2 separate regions of the Canis lupus genome follow, and region 2 is linked to region 1. Evidence: chromatin contacts called from public Hi-C data. All regions are on one chromosome and are shown on one strand. The core of a region is the stretch at or near the end of the contact, and the rest is flanking DNA. Distances in the headings are between cores, read along the strand shown. Region 1 holds the start of H2BC18 (histone H2B type 2-F). Region 2 holds the start of LOC102154731.

What was found. A called contact is a pair of places that touch in the nucleus more often than the background predicts.
Region 2: a Hi-C map of blood shows a contact between it and region 1, with 4 times the contacts expected there. The contact joins the promoter of LOC102154731 here to the promoter of H2BC18 in region 1. A contact is called at or near these places in 3 of 9 Hi-C or Micro-C datasets (amygdala and blood).

What each region holds. Positions count from the first base shown.
Region 1 is chr17:59,774,999-59,782,159 of UU_Cfam_GSD_1.0, reverse strand. It overlaps H2BC18 (histone H2B type 2-F), which reads left to right and starts at 4,064. Exons shown (of 1, transcript XM_038562075.1): 1 at 4,064-7,157. The coding sequence starts at 4,207. The coding sequence ends at 4,587. The region is part of intron 1 of H3C13 (histone H3); the gene reads left to right.
Region 2 is chr17:60,109,843-60,117,003 of UU_Cfam_GSD_1.0, reverse strand. It overlaps LOC102154731, which reads left to right and starts at 3,712. Exons shown (of 7, transcript XR_005372734.1): 1 at 3,712-3,927; 2 at 5,796-5,881.

The DNA of each region.
Region 1 (7,161 bases), core at 2,815-5,314:
ATGAGATAGATTAACCAGAGAAAATCAAGTTTAATTTTGTATGTACAAGGAATCCACATGGAAACATGGAAATTCCAAAGATAGGTAAAATGAACTAAGGAGAAGTGGTAGAGGTCTGGGATGTCAAACAGAAGAAATGCAATTCACAGGAAGATAAAAAAAAGTGGGACATTGAAGACTGATCAAACAGGCCTTGCTAGGTTCCTCCTGGCTACCTCACCTAGTCCATTGTGTAATGTGGTTATCCTTGGTGATAGCGCTCTTCCTAGACCAAGTCTTCTACCTAAGTTCTTACCAGGTAGTTGTGGGGAAGGAAAAGAGCTTTTCCTGAATCTGCTGGGTTTTGATTGCCTTTTAAACTCATAGTAATCTTCACGCCTGCACTTGGCATCTGTAAACTACAGATTGTTCTCTTCTGAGAATAGCCAGGGGACTTGAAATTTTCTTACTCTCTATATTATAAAGGCAAAATACATCCCATGATGGTTAGATTCTATATGAATATACATTGTAGGGGAGCAAAATTTTGCTCCCCCGAAATGTGTTTGTTTTTTGGCCTGTGGATTATTTTAGCCTGATTATTTCTAAGAAACAGAAGACTCAAAGAAGTTTTTGTTTTTGCCTCCCTCACAACTGCTTAAAAGAATTTAGATAGAGGACCTGCTCTAGGAAGGGAACTATCACCATAGATAAGGACTGTATAATATTACCTGGTTGTGGTAGATGGGGAGGAACCTAGCAAAGTCTGTTCGCTAAAATTCCTTCCTATACCCCATTGTTTCTGAGTGGCCCGGCAAACATTTGTTTACCAAAAATTTACTCATTTTCATTTTCTTGTGATGGTCTTTCTTCCCTCTGCACTCCCAGACCCCAATCTCTTTCTTAGCTATGGATGGCATATAAACCTCAGTTGCCTGACTGCCTGGGGACCTCATATTCTTATATGATTTTCTCCTCTTAATCGGTCTCATGTCAATTAAATTCTTAGACCAGCCAAAAAAGCTTGAGGGGTAGAGCAAAGTTTTTCCTCCCTGACAGCAGCTTGAGTATCTTATCTAAATGAATGCCATGGCCAAGAATGCACATGTTAAAAAAGAACTCTGCAAAGAAATGTGGACTGCTTTGGGCTGTCATCCAGACCCCCATGTGGTAGTTTCCTCTTTTGATGGTAATAGTTTAGTGGAAGAGTTTGAGAAACATTGAGAAATCTGATGGCACAGTGGGAAAATTCTCCTTTGCTTTAGAATGTACTGCAAGCCTGATGAAACTGAAAATCTATGATGATTTCATTCTTTTGCTTTAGAATATTATGCGGGCCTTCTTACTTGTCCAGGACAAGCCATAGTTTTTCTGAGACTATTTCTTTATCTGTGAAATGAGGAAAGTAACATCTACTTCACAGAGTTGGGATTAAATGAGATAGTGTATGTAGAAGGATTGTTAAATACTGAGTAGTGCTCTCTATGCATTAGTAATTATTACAAAACAACCACAGGAAAGGGTAACAGTTGTTTCACATCAGTTATACTTTTGCAGGACATCTTAGGTCTCCCTAGAGCAGGGGACTGTGCTGTCCAGGGGACTCTTGAAGACATAAAGATAAATTTCTAGGTTGTTTAGTGTTCAGGAAATCTCAAAATAACTTTTAATTTATTTTGCCTTCAGGAGGAAAATGATCATATTGATACCATAAAGTATAAGCTTGTTGGGCCTGATTTTGTCCACAGGTTTGAGGTTTTATAATGTTTGGATGCAATAGTTTTTCAATAGAATGAGCATATGATTGAAAGTTTTATATTAACTTCACAGTTTTAAGATGGTAACCTTACATGACTGTTTTCTGACACAATTTTTCTGAGCAATACTTCAAAGCAAATAAAATAATTAAAAAGCAGAGGATATTCAATTTCCCAATAGAGAATAGAAAACTTTAAGTTGAAACTTTTAGATGAAGCTACTTTATTGAAGAAAATGTTAGCAACTCCGTAATCAACGAATAGTTGATTTGCTTTGTTTACAGCGTTTAATCTGATTGATAAGCAAGTTGACTATTCAGAAACTATTCACCATTGTGAAGGAGAAATTAACGTTCCAGGACGCATATTCCTTTATTTAGAAGCGTTTGGTCTACAGGTCCTAATTGGCCATTGATGGATTGAGAGAAGGGAACCGCATTCCAAGGCGAAAAGCTCAAGAAAAGCGGAAGGCTGTACCTTGCAAGTTGGCGCTAATCAGTACACGACTCCGAGTAGTTAAGAAGTTAAACTTAAATCAATTTTTGATTCCTTCAACTACATATTTTGTTGAGTCACCGTCATACTGTAATGCAACTAACGCGCTTAGCAGTGTCAGGCGCCGAAGAAATGTTAGCTACGGGCTTGGAGTTACGTAACTATTAACTGGAAATACAGGCTGAAACCTAGTTCATGGGTAGGCTTTTATTTCGAAGGAATCTGTTATATTTTAAATCCCAAGCTTGCAAAAACACTTAAAAATTGCGCTTACCAAAATGACACCAATTGCAAGGAAAGGTCTAAGAAGAAAAACAGCTGGGATCGCTAAGATTACAGAAAAGTACGGAAAGGTGACTATAGGGAAAAGATTAGCATAACAATCTACCCGAATAAATAGGATTGAATCCTGGCCAATGAGATCGCAACCTGGAGGTTCCTAACCCTCCCGGCCCAATCAAGACAGGGCTATATCTATAAATAAGACTGCCGAGCGCTTCTTGAAAAAAGCGGGTAAGGCGCCATGGCTCGTACGAAACAGACCGCCCGCAAGTCGACCGGCGGCAAGGCCCCGCGCAAGCAGCTGGCCACCAAGGCGGCCCGCAAGAGCGCGCCGGCCACGGGCGGCGTCAAGAAGCCGCACCGCTACCGGCCGGGCACGGTGGCCCTGCGCGAGATCCGGCGCTACCAGAAGTCCACGGAGCTGCTGATCCGCAAGCTGCCGTTCCAGCGGCTGGTGCGCGAGATCGCGCAGGACTTCAAGACGGACCTGCGCTTCCAGAGCTCGGCCGTCATGGCGCTGCAGGAGGCGAGCGAGGCCTACCTGGTGGGGCTCTTCGAGGACACCAACCTGTGCGCCATCCACGCCAAGCGCGTCACCATCATGCCCAAGGACATCCAGCTGGCGCGCCGCATCCGCGGGGAGCGCGCCTAGAGCCCCGTTTTATCAGAAGGCCACCTAAAGGCTCTTTTCAGAGCCACCCATGATTTCACGAGGAGCAGCTGTACCCGCTTCCCGCCTGGCGCGGGTCGTGCCCTGGTGTAGGGGGTCGAGGGATCCGGGGAAACTCGCACGTGTTGGGTAGTGGGATGCTGGAATCCGGCCTGACTTTTCGGACTGGCGCGTTAAGGGAGCAGCTGAACGGCTTATGTTCTACGTCGTTCTTGCCAAACCTGCCCTTAACATGCGTTGAAGTCTAAAGCAACAACCTTTCTGTGAGGAAACTTGCGGGAGGGAGGACCGTGCTCTACCGGCCGTTTGTAACGTTACAAGCCGCCGCCACGGAATACGTAGTACGAATCCAGATGCAGAAATGAAGTGAGGAGGCCCTCACGTGCTTTAGTGTTCATTAAAACACGGAGATGGGAATCTGGGTCTATCCGCCAGTTCTAAGAACTAGGTCCCTGTCTACATGTTGAAGTCTTGTCCTGGAATGACCTAGTACCGAATACCTTCCTCATTGCATAATGTAAGTGGCGCAAACAGGAATAGGAATTTGAGGGAGCTACCTGATTTTTCTTCTGAGACAGTTTAGGTATTCTAAAAACCAAAAGCAAAACGAGCTTCCACAATGCGTAGGGGAGTCAAACGGTGCAAAAATAAGAAAAAGTTGTCTTTGGCTGTCTCTTCAGATCTCTTACGAACGCAAGTCTACGACTGAAAGGTGAAAACCATCCCCAAATATCTCAAACAGGTGATACTGTACTTTTGCGTAATTTATTGGCTGAGTCTGGGATGGCACACTTTGATTGGCTAGGACGGCATTTACTCTGCTAGCCACTAGGGAAGTGCCAGCCGAAGCTATTATTTACGTGGACTCCACCCCTCTGTGACGATAATGTTGGAAATTAACCAATAAAAGTGCAGTCCTGTGCGAGCCTTCATTTGCATACAGGCTCTATAAGTAGCACGTAATCAAGCCCTTTGGAAGTAGTCCGGATCGCTTTTGGTGTGTAAACGCTGCTATTTGCAAAAATGCCTGATCCAGCAAAATCGGCTCCCGCTCCCAAGAAGGGTTCCAAAAAGGCTGTCACGAAGGTGCAAAAGAAGGACGGCAAGAAGCGCAAGCGCAGCCGCAAGGAGAGCTACTCCGTCTACGTGTACAAGGTGCTGAAGCAGGTGCACCCCGACACCGGCATCTCGTCCAAGGCCATGGGCATCATGAACTCGTTCGTCAACGACATCTTCGAGCGCATCGCCGGCGAGGCCTCCCGCCTGGCGCATTACAACAAGCGCTCCACCATCACCTCCCGGGAGATCCAGACGGCCGTGCGCCTGCTGCTGCCCGGCGAGCTGGCCAAGCACGCCGTGTCCGAGGGCACCAAGGCCGTCACCAAGTACACCAGCTCCAAGTAAGGGCGCGCAAAGGACGCAGTAGAGGCTACTTCACCCCAACGGCTCTTTTCAGAGCCACTTAATTTGTCACAGAAAGGGGCTGTAAGCGCTCGCTAAAAGACTTGAGCTTTTGGGTAGGTGGGGTGGGCCTGTGATCTCGGAAGCGTTTGGGTATGGCGCTAGGTTAGGACCGTGGTTGTCGGAATCTGGAATCTCCCGGAGTGCGATGGTGCCACCTAGTGGCACGGCTCTTACTAATAAACTAGTTCTCAAAGTGATTTTTTTTTTTTTTTTTAAGATTTTATTTATTTATCCACGAGAGACATAAAGGCAGAGACCGGGAGAAGCAGGCCCCCTGTGGGAAGCCGGATATGGGATTTGATTCCAGGACCCTGGAATCCTGACCTGAGCCAAAGGTAGACGCTTAATCAACTGAGCCACCCCGGCGCCCCTCGAAGTGATCTTACTTAGATCTACGGAGTCCACAATGGGAGCCTACGTACCAGTAACTGAGCAAGCAGGTTTAATGAAGTTTAGTAAAGTTTTTATTTGGGGGAGGGGCTGCTGTTCGACTTGGTTTCTTTGCCCATAAACTGTGAGCAGGTTTCCTTAAGTGAGCTGAACTTGTTTTCAGCGTGCGGATGGAGATCTCCGTTTCCCACTCTCCACCGCCTTAATGTCCTTATTAAAAATGTCTGGGTATCCCAAAACCAATGATGCCCTATGCTTTAGTCCTTTGGTCTGCCAGTAAGTCCTGACCCTAGCAATCCTTGCCTAACTTTCTCAGCCTAATGTCTTAACCAGATAGGGATTTTTTTATTTATTTTTGCCTCCCATCCCTTGGGACATTTAATTGGACGCTAACCGGCATTTAGTGGTTAAAGGCCAGGGATGCTGATTAACATACCCTAATGCATAGGGCAGCCCCGCAGCCAAGAATTCCTCTAACATCAGTCCTCAGGCAGTGGTTGGCCAACCCAGCACCCTGGCTTCCTTTCTGTCAGGATTTAATTTTCATTTGGAACAAACTTCATCACCACCTAGCCAACATTACTGCTCTTGGTGAAAGCTGAGCAGAACCCATTTACTGTGATTGCTTACACTCCACAGGAGATGCTCTTTCTCTTCTCCAGGGCAAAGAACTTGTTTCCTCTAACCATTTCCTGGTTCTAAGAGCCACCTTGGTGCTTGGTAAACATTCCCAGGTGCTTCTGAAGTTTCCGAATAGGTTGGAAATGGGGGTTGGGGAGGTGGTTTTTAGTGTTCCCAGGTGTATTTTTAAAATGTTTGGGGTGCATGATGTGCAAATGGCCACAGCTAAAAGGAGATGAATTTCTAAAGATCCCTTAGTTCAAAACTTGCATAACTCAAGACCTTTTGACAGGCTGGTGAATGTTTTACCAAGTAAAACATAGACCCTTAAGGTAAAAGGACTTCGTTTCCAGTTCATTTGTCAAGCTTTGAAACTAAGCTATTCTTGATAAATTTTAAGGAATTTGCTTGACGAGTTTACTTTAAATGAATTTTATTTATAATGGAAGAATTCAAACATCCAATTACAGCTACCAAAAAAAGGGCTGAATATGATTTATTTTTTTCACTGGAAAAAAAGATTTTCCGAGTCATTTTCCCTGGCGAGGGGAATGATTCACTGAGAATTTTAACTTCACAGTGAAATCTTGTACAGCACACTTTATAGTAGGGAAAATTAATAAGGGAAAAGGCGAGGGTGGTCTATTTTCTCAAACCATCAGAGACACCGTCTGGTCTCTCCTAGGATCCTGAAGGATCTCTTTTCCCTGAGGACTAGTGACCATGTTTCTCTTTCTCTTGGCCCTTGGAAGTTGTTAAAGCATCGTCAATTGGCTCACCTAATCAAAAGCTATCAATTACGACGAAAGGATAAACTTCAACACCTCATCCTGAAACCACAGCCTTTTGCCATCTGGCCAAAATTTCCATTCAGTTGTTTGTCTTCCTCAGATCTATGGCATAGCCAAAATGCAGTACACACTGTCCTATAATGCCTCTGAAGTTCCTCTTCCTTTGTGCTTTTGTTGGGTGGTCCTCCTTTAAACTGTAGTACTTCTTGCTCTCAACTACTAGAAGCCTGTCGACCTACCAGTTCTTCAAAGTGTTGCTCAAATCTCCTTGAAGTCTTCCCATCCCATTCTAGGTCACAGGAAGTCTTTCTCCTTTGAACTCTTAAGGCTTTATTCCTTATGCAATGAATTTGCAATTAACTGTAGCTTTGTGAACAATATAGCCTCCTTCCTCAATTCCTTTTTTTGTTCTTATATTTTCTTGTGTTTGTCTTCCATTAGACAGGGTTTACTTAAGAAAGAAAACAAAAAACAAAACTTCTTGGGAACTTTCACAAAGTTCCAGTGTCCATTATAAAATAGCATCTCGGGCCCCTGGGTGCAACGGACTTTTGGCTTTGGCTCAGGCCATGGGCTCAGTGTCCTGAGCCCCCAGTGGGGCTCTGCACTCAAGCGGCTGAGTCTGCTTGAGATTCACTCTCCTCCTTCCCCTTCTGCTCCTCCCCCCAACTCGAGCTCTCTGTCAAATAAAATCTTTTAAAAACCGAATCTT
Region 2 (7,161 bases), core at 2,463-4,962, 340 kb before region 1:
TTCATGAGAGAGACAGAATGAGAGAGGCAGAGACATAGGCAGAGGGAGAAGCCGGCTCTTCACAGGAAATCCAATGTGGGAGTTGATACCAGGACCCAGGATCACACCCTGAGCTGAAGGCAGGTTCCCAGCTGCCGAGCCACCCAGGTGTTCCTATATGGCATTTTTTTTTTTAAGATTTTATTAATTTATTCATGAGAAACAGAGAGAGAGAGAGGCAGGCTCCATGCAGGGAGCCCAATGTGGGACTCCAGGACCATGCCCTGAGCCAAAGGCAGATGCTCAACCGCTGAGCCACCCAGGGATCCGAAAAGGCATTTTAATTACAGAACTTTGCTCCTCGAGAGATGGAAAATATTGAAGTATATCTCAATTACAGAAATCGTTTATTAAACAATTTTTACATCTTTAAAATTTCAAAACCTTCTTCCTTCCCCTTGGTTAAAGAAAATGATGGAACTACACTAAAAGTCTTTTTGGTGGTGCTAAACAATGAGGCAATTCTGTGAGAGATTGTGATTCAAACCACTTTAGTAATGCTTATTCCTTCTGTATTTTATTTTATTTTTTAAAATATTTTATTTATTTATAGAGACAGAGAGAGGCAGAGACACAGGCAGAGGGAGAAGCAGGCCCCATGCAGAGTCCAGGGTCTCCAGGATCACGCCCTGGGCTGCAGGCGGCACCGCTGTGCCACCGGGGCTACCCTCCTTCTGTATTTTAAAGAGAGGCGTTGGAACATGTGACATTCTCCCAGTTGCTGAAAATTTCCTCTATGTTCCTAGTACTGGATGCAAAGATTCTGCAGCTGTTTCTTAATAATTGCATTCTACTACTGCATTCCTTTTTCATGTACTAATCAGCCTAAGATTTGAAAACCTGGCTTGGGTAATTTGGCCTGAGGCAGCTATTTGTGCTAGTCTGTTGATCAGCCCTAACTTGAAAGAGAATGGGTTATGCCACAAAATGGAAATTACAAAGTGGGTTGATCTCCAGGAGCATCTTTAAAAAGACTTTATATACTGGTAAAATAGTTTTATTTCATACAGATCTAATCCTTTTTGGGTGGTAAGACTGAAGCAGGGCTACCCCATAACAGCAATTCTGATTAAGCATCAGAAGCAACTACGACTTACTCAAATTTATGAATACAAATAGTCAAATTTTTGCTTCAGGCATCATTTGGACCTGGTTACTTATAAAATGGGCACATCCACATTACTGGTCAGTATTGATACAGGCCATCAAATAGGCACATAGCACTGGTGAAAAAAAAAATTCCAGCTGTTAAGTAGTAACTGAAACTGGGGTACCTGGATGGCTCAGTAGTTGAGCATCTGCTTTCAGCCCAGATCCTGGGATCAAGTCCCACATCAGGCTCCCAGTGGGGAGCCTGCTTCTCTCTCTGCCTATGTCTCTGTTTCTTCCCTGTGTGTCTCATGAATAAATTTTTAAAAAAATCTTTAAAAAAACTGGGCAGCCCAGGTGGCCCGGCGGTTTGGCGCCTGCCTTCGGCCCAGGGCATGGTCCTGGAGACCCAGGATCGAATCCATCAGGCTCTCTGCATGGAGCTTGCTTCTCTCTCTGCCTGTGTTTCTGCCTCTCTCTGTGTGTCTCTCATGAATGAATAAATAAAATCTTTAAGAAAAAAAATCTTAAAAAAAGAACTGACATTAAACTCTTCCTTATTTTCTGTAATTCTCCTATTAAATATTCAGATGGCACCACCTTGTGGATGAAGGCCACGATCTGTGCCTCCACTTGAGTTGGATAAACTCATTCCACCACCCCAGAATTAGCTCACTGAAGCTACTGGGTTTCTCTACGTGGAGGTATTTTCTTCCAGTCTTCTCTTGGCAAAGTGTGCTCAGGGGAGCTTACTATCACTTCTATGGACAGCTGTGACTGAGGAGGACTGGAGTTGATAGAAGAACCTGTAAGGGTAATGGAAGAACCTGTAAGGGTAATGGAAGGAGCTGCAGTTGAAGCGACTATACTTACTTAAAGACCCAGTGACAGCAGCTCCAGGGAAAACTAACATCTGCAAGGGGAAGCAGCAATTACAATCACTCTGCAACGCCTGCAGAAAAGTCAGTGCAAGTCCAGCACTTTTAACTATCCCTCCCCCACCCCCCATTCCATATGAGAATATTCTGAGTTAAGAAGGAATTCATTTCCGCTGTGTGGAGGATTTATTATTTGTAGGAAATGAATGAAATTTTCTGACGTGGATTCCAGGTGAGGGGTCTTACTTTTAGCAAGCTTTCTGTAATAGGTTATATGGAGAGTGATATCTTGTTTTAAAAAATTGTTTTGACTCAGTTGTCATTTGATCCTTTTGCACCTTTCATTCCCCACTGCCAAGGTTCCTGGGCTGTAGATGTAGCAGTCAGCATGTGAAGGATTAGAACGGTTCAACTTTGCCTCAATTCATTTTTCTTTTACTCCACTTCCCTCTCACGTCAAGGACTTTAGCCTTAAGAGTGAGTTTCTCCAAGAACTGTTTCCTGTCACACTCCTCTGGGGCTTACCAACCACACCTTATTCCAGCATCTCTACTTTAGATTCTTTTTTTTTTTTTTTTAATTTCATTTATTTATTCACGACAGACCTACAAGCAGGGGAAGAAGCAGGCTCCCTGTGTGGGGCCTGATGCGGGACTGGATCCCAGGGCCCCAGGATCACAACTAGCCAAAGGCAGATGCTCAACCACTGAGCCACCCAGGCGTTCCTGAGGGTACATTTTTGAGGGAAGTTATCTATCCTAGTCCTATGGAACAGCTGTCTCTTTAAATTTTTACCTTAATTTCCCCAACCCTCAATTTCTGAGATAGAGATAAACCAGTTTTTCTTTTTTTAGAGTACTATTTTTACCACAAGTCCCCCTCCTGGGATTCTGGAGTCTCCAGCAGTAGAAATTGGATTTGCGCGTTTTAGGGAGAGCGCAACAGTCCCTGAAATTAAGGAGCTGACACACTCTAATGACGGAGAAAAAGAAAAAAAAAAAAAAAAAAAAAAGCGCCAGTCACTCCAGACTGTGCCCCTAATGTGATCTGCGGGACGCAGGACAGAAAGTGCCGCAAAACAAGCTTCTTAGATCCGACAGCGCAACCGGGAAGCCGGGAGATTAAAAAGAAGTCAGGCCTCCCCGGTCGAACCGGGGCTACCCGAATTGTTCTGCAAGGGCGCTTTCCGGAACGCCTTGGATTGGGCCAGAAATGCCGCAATCCGGGTCACGTGCCCTCGCCCCGTCCGCCCCTCCCCCAGACTAGCGCGGGCCCGCGCGCTCCCGCGGCTTTCAGTCACGAGCTGCGCACGCGCAGGCTGAGCGGCAACGCCGCGCCCGCAGGTCGGCGCCAACGGTTGGCGGAAGGGCGGCCCGGCTCTGGCTTACGCTTCCTCCCTCTTCCGCGGTCGGCGGGGCTAACGCGGGCAGAGCTCGCTGCTCGGGTCCTCAGGACCTTCCTTTTCTTTGTTCTTTTTTTTTTTTTTTTTTTTTTTTTTTTTTTTTTTTTTTTTTTTTTTTAAATTTTTTTTTATTTATTTATGATAGTCACATAGAGAGAGAGAGAGAGAGAGGCAGAGACATAGGCAGAGGGAGAAGCAGGCTCCATGCACCGGGAGCCTGACGTGGGATTCGATCCGGGGTCTCCAGGATCGCGCCCTGGGCCAAAGGCAGGCGCCAAACCGCTGCGCCACCCAGGGATCCCTCTTTTCTTTGTTCTTTTACGCTTTTGCCAAACTTCGCTTAACGATTTTCAGAGTTTCTGTTTTCTTCCTAATTTAATTTGAAATTTGAATTCTTGGTCGCACATTCATGAATATCATTCAAGTTAGCAAGTGTAAACGTTGGTGGGTTGTTTAGGTTTTCAAGGTTTCTACGGTGGAAGTGCAACTGGAGGACACTTTTTGCTGCTTTTTGATTGTGTAGGTTCAAGTTTGCCCTCCAGGGGCCTTTGTTCCGTGAGCTTTGCTTCTTGTCTGTAGGAGCTAGCCCGCTCTTTTGTGGTTTTCCTATTTTCATTTTCCCGATTGAATGCCAAAATTGCTGGATCTTAGTCTTCATCAATTTGGTGCCTAAGGACAAATCAGTTCTGGAAAATATTAGAGCAACCATTTACTCGTGGATAAAGCACTGAAAAATAACACTTAGACCACATGGAAAATGATAAAGAGATTTAATATAGGTTGAGGGTTGTTTTTTTTTGTTGTTGTTGTTTTTTGTTCTTTCTCCTGAAAGGGAAGAGTGGTTCCAGTGGGGAAGTTTTGTAAAGGTCAGCAAGCTTGGGACTTTTTCCAATTCTTTTAGGTTGGGCAACTGAATTGCAGTTTGTTAGAAGTGTCTCAAACTATTGGAGAAAAACTCATTAAATTATACTTTTCATTAGAATTAGTCACATTTCAGAAAATATTTGTGTGTACACAATTTTTATAAAAACATCAAAAGACAGTGGGGCACCTGGATGTCTCAGTCTGTAGAGCATGTGACTTTTTTTTTTTTTTTTTTTTTTACATTTATTTATTTATTCGAGACAGAGGCATAGGCAGAGGGAGAAGCAGGCTCCATGCAGGGAGCCTGATGCAGGACTTGCTCTGATCCGGGGACTCCAGGATTATGCCCAGAGCAGAAGGCAGATTCTCAACCACTGAGCCACCCAGGCATCCTGAGCACGTGACTCTTGATTTTGGGATTGTGCATTTGAGCCCCCCATTAGGTGTAGAGATTACTTAAAAATAAGATCTTACCAGAAAATTTAGAGTTGCTAATTCTATAGAAACATAAACCCATCCATTAATTTTTTAAAAATTATTTTAAAGTAATCTTTACCCAAGGTGAGACTGGAACTCAAAACCTGAGATCAAGAGTCACATGCTCTAGAAACTGAGCCCCCCGCAACACCCATATGTTTACATGTAAACCCAATGTTTACATGTAAACCCAATGTTTACAAATAATCTAGTAAATCTAATGACAGTAGTTTCTCAGGCTTTTTCAATGGCTTTTATAAAAGTCACAAAATTGGGTTAAATGAAGACCAACTACTTCATTTAAAATAAGAGATAGGCACATACCTGGATTTTAAGAAGTCAGGATTTTCTGTTGGGTACCAGCATTTCTCAGAAAAGGATTTTCCTTCTGACAGGTTAATATTTAGGAGGAAGGTTTTTGACCCCACCGCCGCCATATTGAGAGATTGTGTTTTCAGCATTGTTTTGTTGCTGTCATAGTATTCAGAAATAGTTATTAACAGGGAAAGTTGGTAGTGAATTTGTTTTTTTTGCAGTTTTCAACTAAACCTTGTGAAACTACTTGCTGAGAAAGCAGTTATTGTTATCTGGTCTCTCTATATATTTTAAAGATTTATTTATTCATGAGAGAGAGAGAGGCAGGCTCCTCAAAGGGAGGCCAAAGCAGGACTCCGTCCCCTAACACGGGATCAGGCCCTGACCCAAAGGCGGACGCTCAACTGCGGGACACCCAGGTATCCCTTATCTGGTCTATGTTAAGAAGCCAAAGCATCACACATCTCATGATAAGTATTTCCTTTTTGTTTCATCTATTTTCCCTTCCGCCGCTATTCTGTATCAGCCATGAGGTTGCTGTTGGAATTCAGGGACAAATAAGAGGTCATATAATATAGGCCATTGCATAATGATGAAATATCAATTCTGTAGTCTGTCTCTAAGGCTCTGTCCTTAATAATAAAATACATTGTGCTGTGATGGTTGTAAAGCTATCACTCCAAGTTAGATATTAATTATTTTTAATTCACATGATTGTGATTTACTTTCAGGTTTTTATGTGTTCAATCTTCAAGAATCATTTACGTTTACCTGGTAAAAAAACCAATGGAGAGGTTATGTTCACAAGCTTTTTAAGGTAAGGAGGCCTATAACTATGATCAAAGGCATAAGATGTGGAAGAATGTTTATTTAACAAACTTTTTTTTAAAGAGATTTTTTTTTTTTTTTTTTTGAAAGGAAGCTGTATACCCAGCATGGGGCTTGAACACAACCCTAAGATCAAGAGTTGCAGGCTCTACCCACATGAGCCAGCTAGGTGCTCCTAAAAAACCTTTTAATACCTTTGTTTAAGGCACTGAAGTGCTAGGAAAACAAAGATGAATAATACACAATCCTATCCCTCGAAGAATACAGTCTAACACAAGATTATGAGCCAAGAGAGAAATGTTAGGAGGTAGACAAATAGTGGAGCTAACAGCTTATGCCCAGGAAGCTCAGAGGGTGCCGGAACCTTAATTTGCTCACTTCATTGAGGATCTGATTTTGTCATTGCAAATATGAGGGCTAGACTTGTGCCATGAAAACTCAAGAGACTGCTGTCTAAACCTGGTGTCAATTTATTGGTTTTTAGGGAGATTGTACATTTATATTGATTGCAGTATTCTTGTTTAATGTTCTAGATCAGTGTTCATCAATAAAAAGATAATATGGGGATGCCTGGGTGGCTCAGTGGTTGAGCATCTGCCTTCAGCTGAGGGCATGCATGATCCCGGAATCCCGGGATGGAGTCCTACATTGGGCTCCCTTCATGAAGCCTGCTTCTCCTCCCTCTTCCTATGTCTCTGCCTCTCTCTCTCTGTCTCCTGTGGGGGGAAAAAAAATACTATCCACAAATGTGAGCCACAGAAGTAATTTAAAATTTTCTAGTATCCATATTAGAAAAGTAAAAGGAAACAGGTAACAATAATATATTTAACCCAATATATCCAAAATGTTCTAATTTTAACATATAAATATGTAGTTATTGCTGAGATATTTTGCATTCTTTTTTTCATACTAAGTCTTTGAGATCTGGGGTGGTTTTTGTACTTAAAGCACATCTTAGTTAGGATTAGCCACATTTCAAGTACTCATGTGGCTACGTGGAGTTCTAGAATAACCCCTTCCCAGAAAAAGATAATGGGGAGGCCAAGTTATAATCAGAGCATGGAATTAGAACAGAACATGCTAGATGGTGTTGAGAGATATTTTGTTGGTCTGGCAAGCATGATGAACCTACCCTGATCCACATCAGAGTATACCTTTTTCATGGTGTTAGTGTTTGTTGTATTTAGCATGTCTTGCTTCAGAAGTACAAAACTAATATGGCCAAATTCTCCTGATATTATGTAAACTGCTTTCTTCTATTAACATAAT